Linked DNA regions of Macaca mulatta: region 1 is linked to region 2. The links are chromatin contacts, called in public Hi-C maps. All regions are on one chromosome and are shown on one strand. Each heading gives the region's core, a stretch centred on a gene start, on an enhancer-like site or on the middle of the called end of the contact. The rest is flanking DNA. Distances are from core to core; before and after follow the strand shown.

What was found. A called contact is a pair of places that touch in the nucleus more often than the background predicts.
Region 1: a Hi-C map of blood shows a contact between it and region 2, with 5 times the contacts expected there. The contact joins the promoter of ABHD11 here to the promoter of DNAJC30 in region 2. A contact is called at or near these places in 2 of 14 Hi-C or Micro-C datasets (CD4 T cells and blood).

What each region holds. Positions count from the first base shown.
Region 1 is chr3:51,230,383-51,235,525 of T2T-MMU8v2.0, forward strand. ABHD11 (abhydrolase domain containing 11) reads right to left here and starts at 3,665. Exons shown (of 7, transcript XM_077996545.1): 1 at 3,581-3,665; 2 at 3,067-3,330; 3 at 2,267-2,402; 4 at 1,522-1,695; 5 at 1,181-1,351; 6 at 891-1,072; 7 at 52-653. The coding sequence starts at 3,311. The coding sequence ends at 521. It overlaps LOC144339735 (a long non-coding RNA gene), which reads left to right. Exons shown (of 4, transcript XR_013415109.1): 4 at 1-106.
Region 2 is chr3:51,175,738-51,180,743 of T2T-MMU8v2.0, forward strand. It overlaps DNAJC30 (DnaJ heat shock protein family (Hsp40) member C30), which reads right to left and starts at 2,392. Exons shown (of 1, transcript NM_001194544.3): 1 at 1,050-2,392. The coding sequence starts at 2,390. The coding sequence ends at 1,710. BUD23 (BUD23 rRNA methyltransferase and ribosome maturation factor) reads left to right here and starts at 2,562. Exons shown (of 12, transcript NM_001266959.1): 1 at 2,562-2,634; 2 at 2,735-2,772. The coding sequence starts at 2,587. It overlaps LOC144339753 (a long non-coding RNA gene), which reads right to left. Exons shown (of 4, transcript XR_013415128.1): 4 at 2,711-3,263.

The sequences.
Region 1 (5,143 bases), core at 2,415-4,914, 56 kb after region 2:
ATTCTTCCTGGGTCGGGGACATTGGTGGTGACACAGACCTCAGCCCAGGACTTGGAGAGTAATGTCTTTATTCATTAAAGCCTGAGGTCTGACCACTCCTGTAAAACCTCGTGCCCACTCAGTGCCCGTCTGAGTCCTTCTGTGCCCAAATGTGGAGCAGGCTGCAGGGACTGGAAGCCTGGGTTTTGTGCCTCCTGTTTGTTTTGTTTTGTCTTTTTTGAGACAGAGTCTTGCTCTGTTGCCCAGGCTGGAGTGCAGTGGTGTGATCTCGGCTCACTGCAACCTCCGCCTCCTGGGTTCAAGTGATTCTCCTGCCTCAGCCTCCTGAGTACCTGGGATTACAGGCGTGCACCACCACGTCAGGCTAATTTTTGTACTTTTAGTAGAGATGGGGTTTCACCATGTTGGCCAGGCTACTCTCGAACTCCTGATGTCAAGTGATCCTCCCACCTCAGCCTCCCAAAGTGCTGGAATTACAGGCATGAGCCACTGCGCCCAGCCCCCTTCTTGCCAGCAACTCTTAGACCAAGAAGCCTCGGATGGCATCTATGAAGTCCTGTGGGCGTTCAGCGTGGATCCAGTGGCCAGCGTTCGGCACCGTCTGTATCTGGGCCCGAGGGAACAGCCGTATAATCTCAGGGTGGTGGCTGGGACTGTGCATTGCAGTGATGGCCGTCGAAAATGGGTGAAAGTGGGATAAGGAGGAGTGAAAGAGACAAGTGTAAGCAGAGTGGGGAGAAACGGAGAGAGCTGCATAAGTCCACATGCCCAATGGTATTTCTGGCCTCTCAGCCACCCACCTTCCACACCCAAGGCCTTCCCTGGTAGGGTCCCCAGGCTAGGGCCTGGGCGAGTAAAGCATGCCCCTCCCACTACCCAAGCTGGCTTACTGCACGAATTGGGAGTTTCCACCGAGGAGAAAGAGTGTTGGTCCGAGGTAGGACTCCTGCCTCTGTGGGAAAGTCAAGAGCTTGTCTAGGTGCTGGGCCAGGGCATCCAAGTTCAACCTCCACGCGAGACGCCCGTCTACCTCTACCAGGTTGGTGAGCAGGTACTGCCGTACGGCCAGGTTCTGTGGAAGTGCAGCAGTTGGGGGGGTTCCTTGTGCGGACTGGGGGTACCACTCTTCCCTTGACAGGTCCCGGTCTACAATAGCATCCGGGGGGCTTGGGTGTATCACCTGGACGACAGAACTGAGCTGTTCATCTGCCAGTTTCCGGGCATGGGAGCGGGGCAGCCCATCTGGGATGTTGACGGTCCTCATGGCTGCCACATAGGCAGGAAAGTGGGAGGAACCTGTGCCTTCCACTGGGCTGATATCTACAGCAATCAGACGTTCCACCAGCTCTGGCTGTGGGAGAGAACAGAATTGGGACCAGTCTTAGGCAGACACAGTGAGTCTCAGGCACGGCTCCTGGAGCCTGAATGTGGTCATCCAAGGATCATTTGAGTCCCAGGTTGCCTGCGGGGCACTCAGGGTATATACTGAATGGGAGGAGGCCCCAGACAGGGGTGGCTCACCCTCTGTAGTGCCAGCAGCATGGCTGTCCTCCCTCCCATGCTGTGGCCAACGACGACACAGGGCACCAGGTCCAGCTGGGGCAGGAGGTCCTGCAGGTCCTGGCTCATGATCTCGTAGCTCATGTCTGGGCTGTGGGGGCTGTTACCGTGGTTACGAGCATCCACCGTCAGCACCTGGGGAGTGGGGTGAGACAGAGCTGCGCTGGTATCCCCATTCTAGGGTAGACAGCCAAAGGCCTTGTAGGGACAGCAGGTCAAGGGTGTGGAGAGCCTGGGGATACACCCTGCAGAGGGGAAGGGCCCAGATGGTGGGAGGGCCCAGTTTCCAGACCTAGAAGGCCCAGATGAAGAACCTGGGGCCACTCTGCCAGAGAAGAGCAGGCCCCAGGGTTGTGACCACGTCTCTGAAGGGCTGGCCAGGCTGGGGGGTAATCCCGGAGAATGCCAGGAACGAGACTCCAGGAATTTCCAACAGTAGGAGCACAGAAGAACGGGCTGCCATAAGAGGTGGTGAGCTCCAGGTCATCCCTAGGAAACAAGCAGGCCCCTTCATGGAAAGGGTGCAGGCGCCTAGTCATTGGCCAGCGCCGATTGAGATCTACAACATGAATTAATGAAGACGGCAACGTGAGGGAACAAACGGGGTTGCCGTTCAGGGTCCATACTCAGCGTGAGGAGCGGGACCCCGAGAAGCGGGACGCCCCAGCCCCGCCTCCTCCCAGGCCCCGCCCACTCGGAAGCGCACCCTACGTCCTGTCTGCTGGGCGAAGGCCTTGGCGATGGAGTTGAAGTTAGTTTTGCAGCCGAAGAGCCCGTGCAGAAAAATGACGGCCGGGAGGGCTGCCTCCCCGTCCAGAAGGCTGTAGGAAAGCGGAAGCGGCCTGGCAGGGGAAGGATCCGCGTTAGGGTCTGAACCGGTGGAGGCGGGGAAAGGGGTAGGGGAAAGGGCTTTGGGGGAGAGGCCTGGGAGGCGACGGGGAGGATATGGGGCCGTCGGGGCCCGGCAGGAAAAGGAGGACAGGGCGCCTCCCGCCCGGTGCCCCTGACTGACCTCGGCTCGGCCTCTCCTCGGCCGCCGCTGCTGCTGGGTGCGACAGGCACCCTCGCGAAGCTAGGAGTGTGCGGGCCGAGCCCCTCAAGGGGGAGCCTCCAGGCTCGGGTACAGCGGAGCATGCTTGCAAGCACGTTGTCCGGCTCGCACCTCGCAAGGTACGGCCTACCCACGCTCCTTCTTCCGCTCTCGCTCGGAGCCCCGCCCAGTTCCGTCTTGAGCCCCGCCCAGTTCCGACTTGAGCCACGCCCTCTCCCCGCCCCCATCGCGGATTCTCCGCCCTCGGTCACGTTTCCTTACGTAATCCCCGAGAACGGTCCGGCCCCGCCTCCATCCCGGCCCCTTACGCCATTACGTAATCCCCGCAGGCCTTGCGCCGGTCGCCCTGAGCGCCGCACCTGGCCACGCCCTAGGCAGGGCCACCCAAGGCGTTTGCCCCGCCCCTCGCGAAGCCCCGCCCAGCATAGAATCCGCGCGAGGAGTCGGGACCCTACCGCCCTAAGGTCTGGGAATTCGGTCTGCGCCGCTCTGCGCGTGCTCGGTTCTGTGCTGCAGCTTGGGCCTCGGTTCCCGCCCCGCACCTGTCGTCGCTCACTGACCTGGGTGGCTGCCATCGTTTCTGTGCCGCCGGCGGGGGCGAGTGGCGCCAGTGTGGCTCTGGGCGGCGGAGCGCCAGTGTGGTGGCGCCGTGCTCCACTGCTGGGGGCCGGGGCAGGCTGGGCGGAGCACAGGCACCCATCCATTCTGGAGTCGTCGATCTAGAAGGAGCTCGGGGGCACTCTAGAGCTCTCCCCCAAGCCCCTCTGTCCCCTTTACATTTGGGGGAGCCTCTCCCACTCTGATCCCGCCTGCTTTTCCGCCCGTACTCTCCGTTCTCATACTCCCCTATCGGGCACCCTGCCTTTCAAGGTCTTCTCCATACCCCACCTCCTCCTGCTGGGGTGCTGTCTGTCTTCCAGATAGCCAGTTGCCCGAGTCCTATACTTTTTTTTTGGTGGGGGGTCTTACCCTCGCCCAGGCCGGAGTGCAGTGACACGACCGTAGCTCACTGCAGCCTCGACCTCCTGGGCTCAAACGATCCTCCCGCCTTTTCCTCCCGAGAATCTGGGACTACAGGCGCAGACTAATTTTAACTTTTTTTTTTCTTTCTTTCAGAATCATGGTTAAAAATTTTTTTTTAGGCTGGGCGTGGTGGCTCACGCCTGTAATCCCAGCACTTTGGGAGGCTGAGGCGGGTGGATCACCTGAGGCCAGGAGTTCAAGACCACCCTGGCCAACATGGCGAAACCCCGTCTCTACTAAAAATACATAAATTAGCTGGGCATGGTGGCAGGTGCCTGTAATCTCAGCTACTCGGGAGGCTGTGGCAGGAGAATCGCTTGAACTCAGGAGGCGGAGGTTGCAGTGGGCTGAAATTGCGCCACTGCACGCCAGCCTCGGGAATGGAGACAGACTCCGTTTCAAAAAAAAAAAAATTGCCAGGCCTGGTGGCACGGCCCTGTAAGTTCCAGCTACTTGGGAGGGTAAGGCAGGAGAATCCTGTGAACTTGGGAGATGGAGGTTGCAGTGAGCCAAGATCTTGCCACTGCATTCCAGCTTCTGTAACAGAGCGAGACTCCATCTCAAAAAAAAAAATTTTTTTTTAAATAGAACCAGGGTCTTGGCTATGTTGCCCAGGCTGGTCTCGAACTCTTGAGCTCAAAGTGCTGAGATTACAGGCATGAGCCACCACACCTGGCCCAACAAAATTTTTTTTAGAGAAGGGTCTTGCTACCTTGCTCAAGCTGGTCTCCAGCTCCTGGCCTCAAGCAACCCTCCCATCTCAGGTATATGGCTTTTATTTTATTTTTTCTGAGACAGGGTTTCACTGCGTCACCCCAGGCTGGAGTACAGTGGCACAATCATGGCTCACTGCAACCTCTTCCTCCCGGGCCCAAGCAATCTTCCTGCCTCAGCCTCCCGAATATCTTGGGACCACAGATGTGTACCATCATGTCTGGCTAATTTTTTTCTGTTTTGTAGAGATAGGGTCTTGCTATGTTCTAGGCATAGCAAGGGGACAGTTTCAGGCTGGTCTGGAACTCCTTGACTCAAGTGATCCTCCCGCCTCAGCCCCCTGAGCAGATGGAACTACAGGTGTGCGCCACCATGCCTGGCCTCGGCTATAAGCTTTTTTGTTTTTGTTTTTTTGTTTGTTTGTTTGTTTGTTTTTTTGAGATGGAGTCTCGCTCTGTCGCCCAGGCTGGAGTATAGTGGCCAGATCTCGGCTCACTACAAGCTCCGCCTCCCGGGTTCAGGCCATTCTCCTGCCTCAGCCTCCTGAGTAGCTGGGACTACAGGTGCCCGCCACCACGCCCAGCTAATTTTTTTGTATTTTTAGTAGAGACGGGGTTTCATCGTGTTAGCCAGGATGGTCTCGATCTCCTGACCTCGTGATCCACCCGTCTCGGCCTCCCAGCTGGGATTACAGGCTTGAGTCACTGCACCTGGCCAGCTATAGGCCTTTTAAGGCCTTGTATAACTGCTGCCTCCTCAAGCCTTCCCAGATTTTCTGAGTTAAAACTAATCTCT
Region 2 (5,006 bases), core at 1,142-3,641:
CAATTATTGCACTCAGTAATATACCAAACCACTCCTAGCTTTGTTTAGACCCTAGACTTGGGCCCTCATCCTTCTCATAGACCTCTTGCGAGGATTTTCCCCTTTTACAGATTTACACTCAGTCCGGTGCATAAACACTTGAGCACCTACAATCTCACAGCCAACTCACTGCCGACATCCAGTGACTCACAGTTAAGAGAGCTACAGCAGCAGCTCTGACCAAAGTGATGACCAACTACTTAACATGAATTAGAAACAGAGCGGAAAAAACAACACACCTTTAGCCAGCTCTGCATTAAGAACCAAGTCTCCACCTTAAACACCAAGCCCCTGTCCCTCAGTAGTCCTGTGTACTCCCAAAGCCCCAAAGTTTACTGCAGCCTCAAGCAGCCTCGTCTAAAAAATTAAGAAAGGGCCTGTGATAAAAGCATTGCAGGTTAAACAGGAACAGGGACTCAAGCGCGGAGTTTGTCACTCTGTTTCTGGGAGGGGAGGGGCTGCACAGTGCGCAATGGGGCTGGCTGGTAAAGGGAGAGCCAGGTGACAGCCACACTGTCCCAAGGATGAACCTGGCCCTGCTAGCATCATGCTGTAATCCCTGTGGATTAGAACTATGGCTAATAGGCCAGGCGCGGTGGCTCATGCCTGCAATCCCAGCACTCTGGGAGGCTGGGCGGGTAGACAGCCTGAGGTCAGCAGTTCGAGACCAGTCTGGCCAAGATGGTGAAACCCGTATCTACTAAAAATAACAAAAAACTAACCAGGTGTGGTGGCGGGAGCCTGTAATCCCAGCTACACAGTCAGGAGGCTGAGGCAGGACAATCGCTTGAACCTGGGAGGTGGAGGTTGCAGTGAGTTAAGATCGCACCACTTCACTCTAGCCTAGGCAACAGAGCGCAAGACTCCACCTCAGAAACAAAACAAAACAAAACAAAACAAACCCCAAAAACTATGGATAATAAAGCATGACAGACCTTAAGATGCCAAATGATTTTCTCCTCTGCTGTCATGCCCACAGAGTAACTTCTCCAAGGTCACACATTAAATACGGGCACAGGAACACTCATTCCTTACGCTCAATGACTTTGTTTTCTCACTCCCACATGCTATCAACAGAAGGGGGAGCGCCCCAGGGGCCTGACCTTAGCTGAAGGAATGGCAGGCTCTCCACTGATCCCATTCTTAACCTGTACCAGGTCTCACCTGCGGCTTGGGGAACTCACAGAAAGACAAGTTTCGTATAACCCCGGACCTTTTCTTTTGGCAGCCAACAATTGGTCACATTGCACATTTCAAGGTTACAGAGGAGGCCCACCGTACACACGCGGGGCAGGAGCAGATAAATCTTGCTCGGAGCTTTACAATAAAGCTACAGCGAGTGTTCCAGAAGTTGACTACATCTGGAAGCAGGAAGACAAACTCTGGAAGAAGTACCCTAGAGACTCCAGGAACCCCTTAACTCCTGGGCTTTCGGGACTCTTCAGCGTGGGGCCTTTTTCTTAAACGTCGAGAGACCTCCTTTTCTGGACCATAGTGAAGGGATGTGCAGGTCATCGGCTAAGCTGGGCGGGTCGGGGAGGGCAGGGGGAGTACAGTTCCTTCGGATCTCAGCAGAGGTTAGACTATCAATGGCCAAGGGTTCAGAGGCAGGAAAAAAGGCCGTTTTTGGGGGGTTGGCTGGGGACACTCCCCTTCCCTCCTCTCTCCGATTAAATATAAAAGCCGATGATGATGAAGATTGAGAAGACGAGGAAAATGGCAGCCACGTCTCGGGTCTCCTCCCAGCGGAGGCCTTTCAGGGACGCATTCTCCTGCCTTTTGCGAAGGGCCTCCCGCCGGGCCCTCAGGCGCCGTTCCCGCTCCAGTTGTTCCCCGTAGTGGGCCTGGTAGAATGCGTCAAAGTTGAACATCGTGCGGTTGGCGCCGGGGGCGGCCCGAGAACCGTAGTAGGTCCGAGAAGTGGGCGGCGGGGGACGCGGCGAGCCGGGGTCGGGTGCGGGCGTCCTGGAGGGCCGGACGCCGGGTCCGCGCAGGTCCTCGTCGCTGAGGAGGCCGCGATCATACTTACGACGGAGGGTGGCACTGCCCAGCACCACGTACGCCTGGGAGATGCGCGTGAAGCGCTCGGCAGCCTCCGCGCTCCCAGAGTTGCGGTCCGGGTGGTAGAGAAAGCACTGACGGTAGTAAGCCGCCTTGATTTGGGCCTGCGTGGCTGTGGAGGGGACGCCGAGCAGATCATAGAGCGCCGTGCGCGAGTACGAGCAGTCGCCCTGAGAATAAGTCCTCGCTCCCAGGCCCAGGCCGGGTGTAGAATTTAGTGGAAAGCCACGGGCTTGCAGCAACCTCCACGGTAACAGCCGCGACCACCATCCCCTGCGCATGGCTGCCATCTTGAATTGATTAGGCGGGCGGTGCAAGAGAAACTGGCCAATGAGAGGCGCCGGTTGGTCGCCCTGTAGCCAATCACGTAAGGGGGGCGGGCGAGGAGGGGTGGAGCATGCGTATTACCAAGTGGTCGCCGGGCTGATGACATAAAAACCGGGTTCCGGGAAACGCCACTCGCAGGCGTGCTGCTGAGGCGTGAGTATGGCGTCTCGCGGCCGGCGTCCGGAGCACGGTGGACCACCGGAGCTGGTAAGTTCCGGGGCCCGCGGGCACCCCTCTTCCCACTTCTACGGCCGCCGCGTCTGAATTCCTCCACTACCTGCCATTTCTTTTTCTTTTTTTTTTGCAGTTTTATGATGAGAAAGAAGCCCGGAAATACGTTCGCAAGTGAGTGGAGCCCGAGTGCTGCGCGGTGTCCGGGGGTCGGGAAGCGGCAAGTTGTCCCGGTTGCTGGCGTTACCCAGAAAGCTCGTGGAATTTGGGGGTGCGGGGAGGGAAGGACCCGGGTGGGTGCCTTTTCTGTCTCTGGTAAATCAACTTTGCCGATCTCTCTGGGCCTCGGTATCTCAGCGTTGAGGTAGGGGTGATCGCGCTTGCTTTTCCGTGGGTGGTTTTTAAAGTCGAGTGTGACAACTTGTCGTAAGCATGTGGTAAAAGAGGCGCTGGGCGGTGGGTACGGGCTTGGGGTCAGTCTTGGTCGGGGGAAGGAAGTAATTGGTATCCGTAGGATGCTTATCGTGGCGCCTTGTTTGCCAATAAATGTTCGCGACAGCCGTTGGTGTGTTATTGTCTGAATTTCATAGAGGGTGGTTTGTACGAACTACAGAGTTGTGGCCAGGTGGGGATGGCTCACGCCTGTAATCTCAGCAGTCCCAGCGCTTTGGGAGGCTGAGGTGGGAGGATCGCTTGAGCTTGAGAGTTCGAGACCAGCCTGGGCAACGTCGCGAGCCCCCGTCTCTCCCCAGAAATAAAAAAATTAGGCGGGCGTGGTGGCTCCCCTCGGCCTCTCCAGTAGCTGGGACCACAGGCGCGCGCCACCGCGCGTGGCGTATTTTTTTAATTTTTTGTAGCGACGGGGTCTCGCCGTGTTGCCCAACGTGGTCCAATCCCAGGGCTCAAGTGATCCTCCCGCCTTTGTCTCCTGAACTGTTGGGATTGCAGGCGTGAGCCACCGCACCTCGTTTTTAAAAAAAAAAAGAAGAAAAAAAAAGAGATGGGGGCGGAGGCGGGCGCAGTGGCTCACGCCTGTAATCCCAACACTTTGGGAGGCCGAGGCGGGCGGATCACCTGAGGTCAGGAGTTCGAGACCAGCCTGGCCAACATGGCGAAACCCCAGCTCTACTAAAAACACAAAATTAGTCGGGCGCGATGGCGGACTTCTGTAATCCCAGCTAGTCGGGAGGCTGAGGCAGGAGAATTCGCTCGAACCCGGAACGGGGAGGTTGCAGTGAGCCGGCATCATGGCACTGCACTCCAGCCTGGGCGACAGAGAAAGACTTTGTCTCAAAAAAAAAAAAAAAAAAAAGGTATTTTGTGGTTTTTCCATGCTTTTTCACTGAGAGACTAGTCCTATTTAAGTAAATGGCTATTGGCTGGGCGTGGGGTCTCATGCCAGTAATCCCAGCCCTTTGGGAGGCCGAGGCGGATGGTGACCTGAGGTAGGGAATTCCGAGACCAACCTGGCCAACGTGGTGAAATCCCATCTCTACTGAAAATACAAAAATTAGCCAGCCTATGGGAGGCTGAGGCAGGAGAATCTCTTGAACCTGAGAGGTAGAGGTTGCAGTGAGCTGCAATCGCACCACTGTACTCCAGCCTTGGCGACAGAGTGAGACCCTGACTCAGTCAATCAATAAATAGCTATTGGATACCGTTTCTTTTTTTACGGACAGGGTCTGTCTGTTGCCCAGGCAGGAGTACCATGGCATGATCCCTGCCGACTGCAGCCTCAAGCCATCCTCCCCAGTAGCCGGAACTAGAGGCACTCGCCACCACGCTGGCTGAAATAGCTTGATATTTTTGTGTGTGTGTGAGACAGGGTCTCATTCTGTCGCCCAGGCTGAAGTGCTGCAGTGGCTGCAACCTCGCCTGTAGTTGGGAACTACAGGCGCACCACTTCACGCCCGGCTAGTTGGTGTAATTTTTTTGTGTAGAGGGGGTTTTGCTGCGTTGCCCAAGGATCTGGTAAGTTGCTCACGGGATCCGTCTGCCTTGACCTGCCAAAGTACTGGGATTATAGGCGTGAGCCACCAGGCCCGGTCCTTACTGCTGACTTTTTATGTCGATTATATGTTGAAGTGGTACTTTGAACATATTGGGTTAAAGAAAATACATTATCGGCCGGGCGCGGTGGCTCAAGCCTGTAATCCCAGCACTTAGGGAGGCCCAGACGGGCGGATCACGAGGTCCGGAGATCGAGACCGTCCTGGATAACACGGTGAAACCCCGTCTCTACTAAAAAATACAAAAAACTAGCCGGGCGAGGTGGCGGGCGCCTGTAGTCCCAGCTACTCGGGAGGCTGAGGCAGGAGAATGGCGTAAACCCGGGAGGCGGAGCTTGCAGTGAGCTGAGATCCGGCCACTGCACTCCAGCCTGGGTGACAGAGCGAGACTCCGTCTCA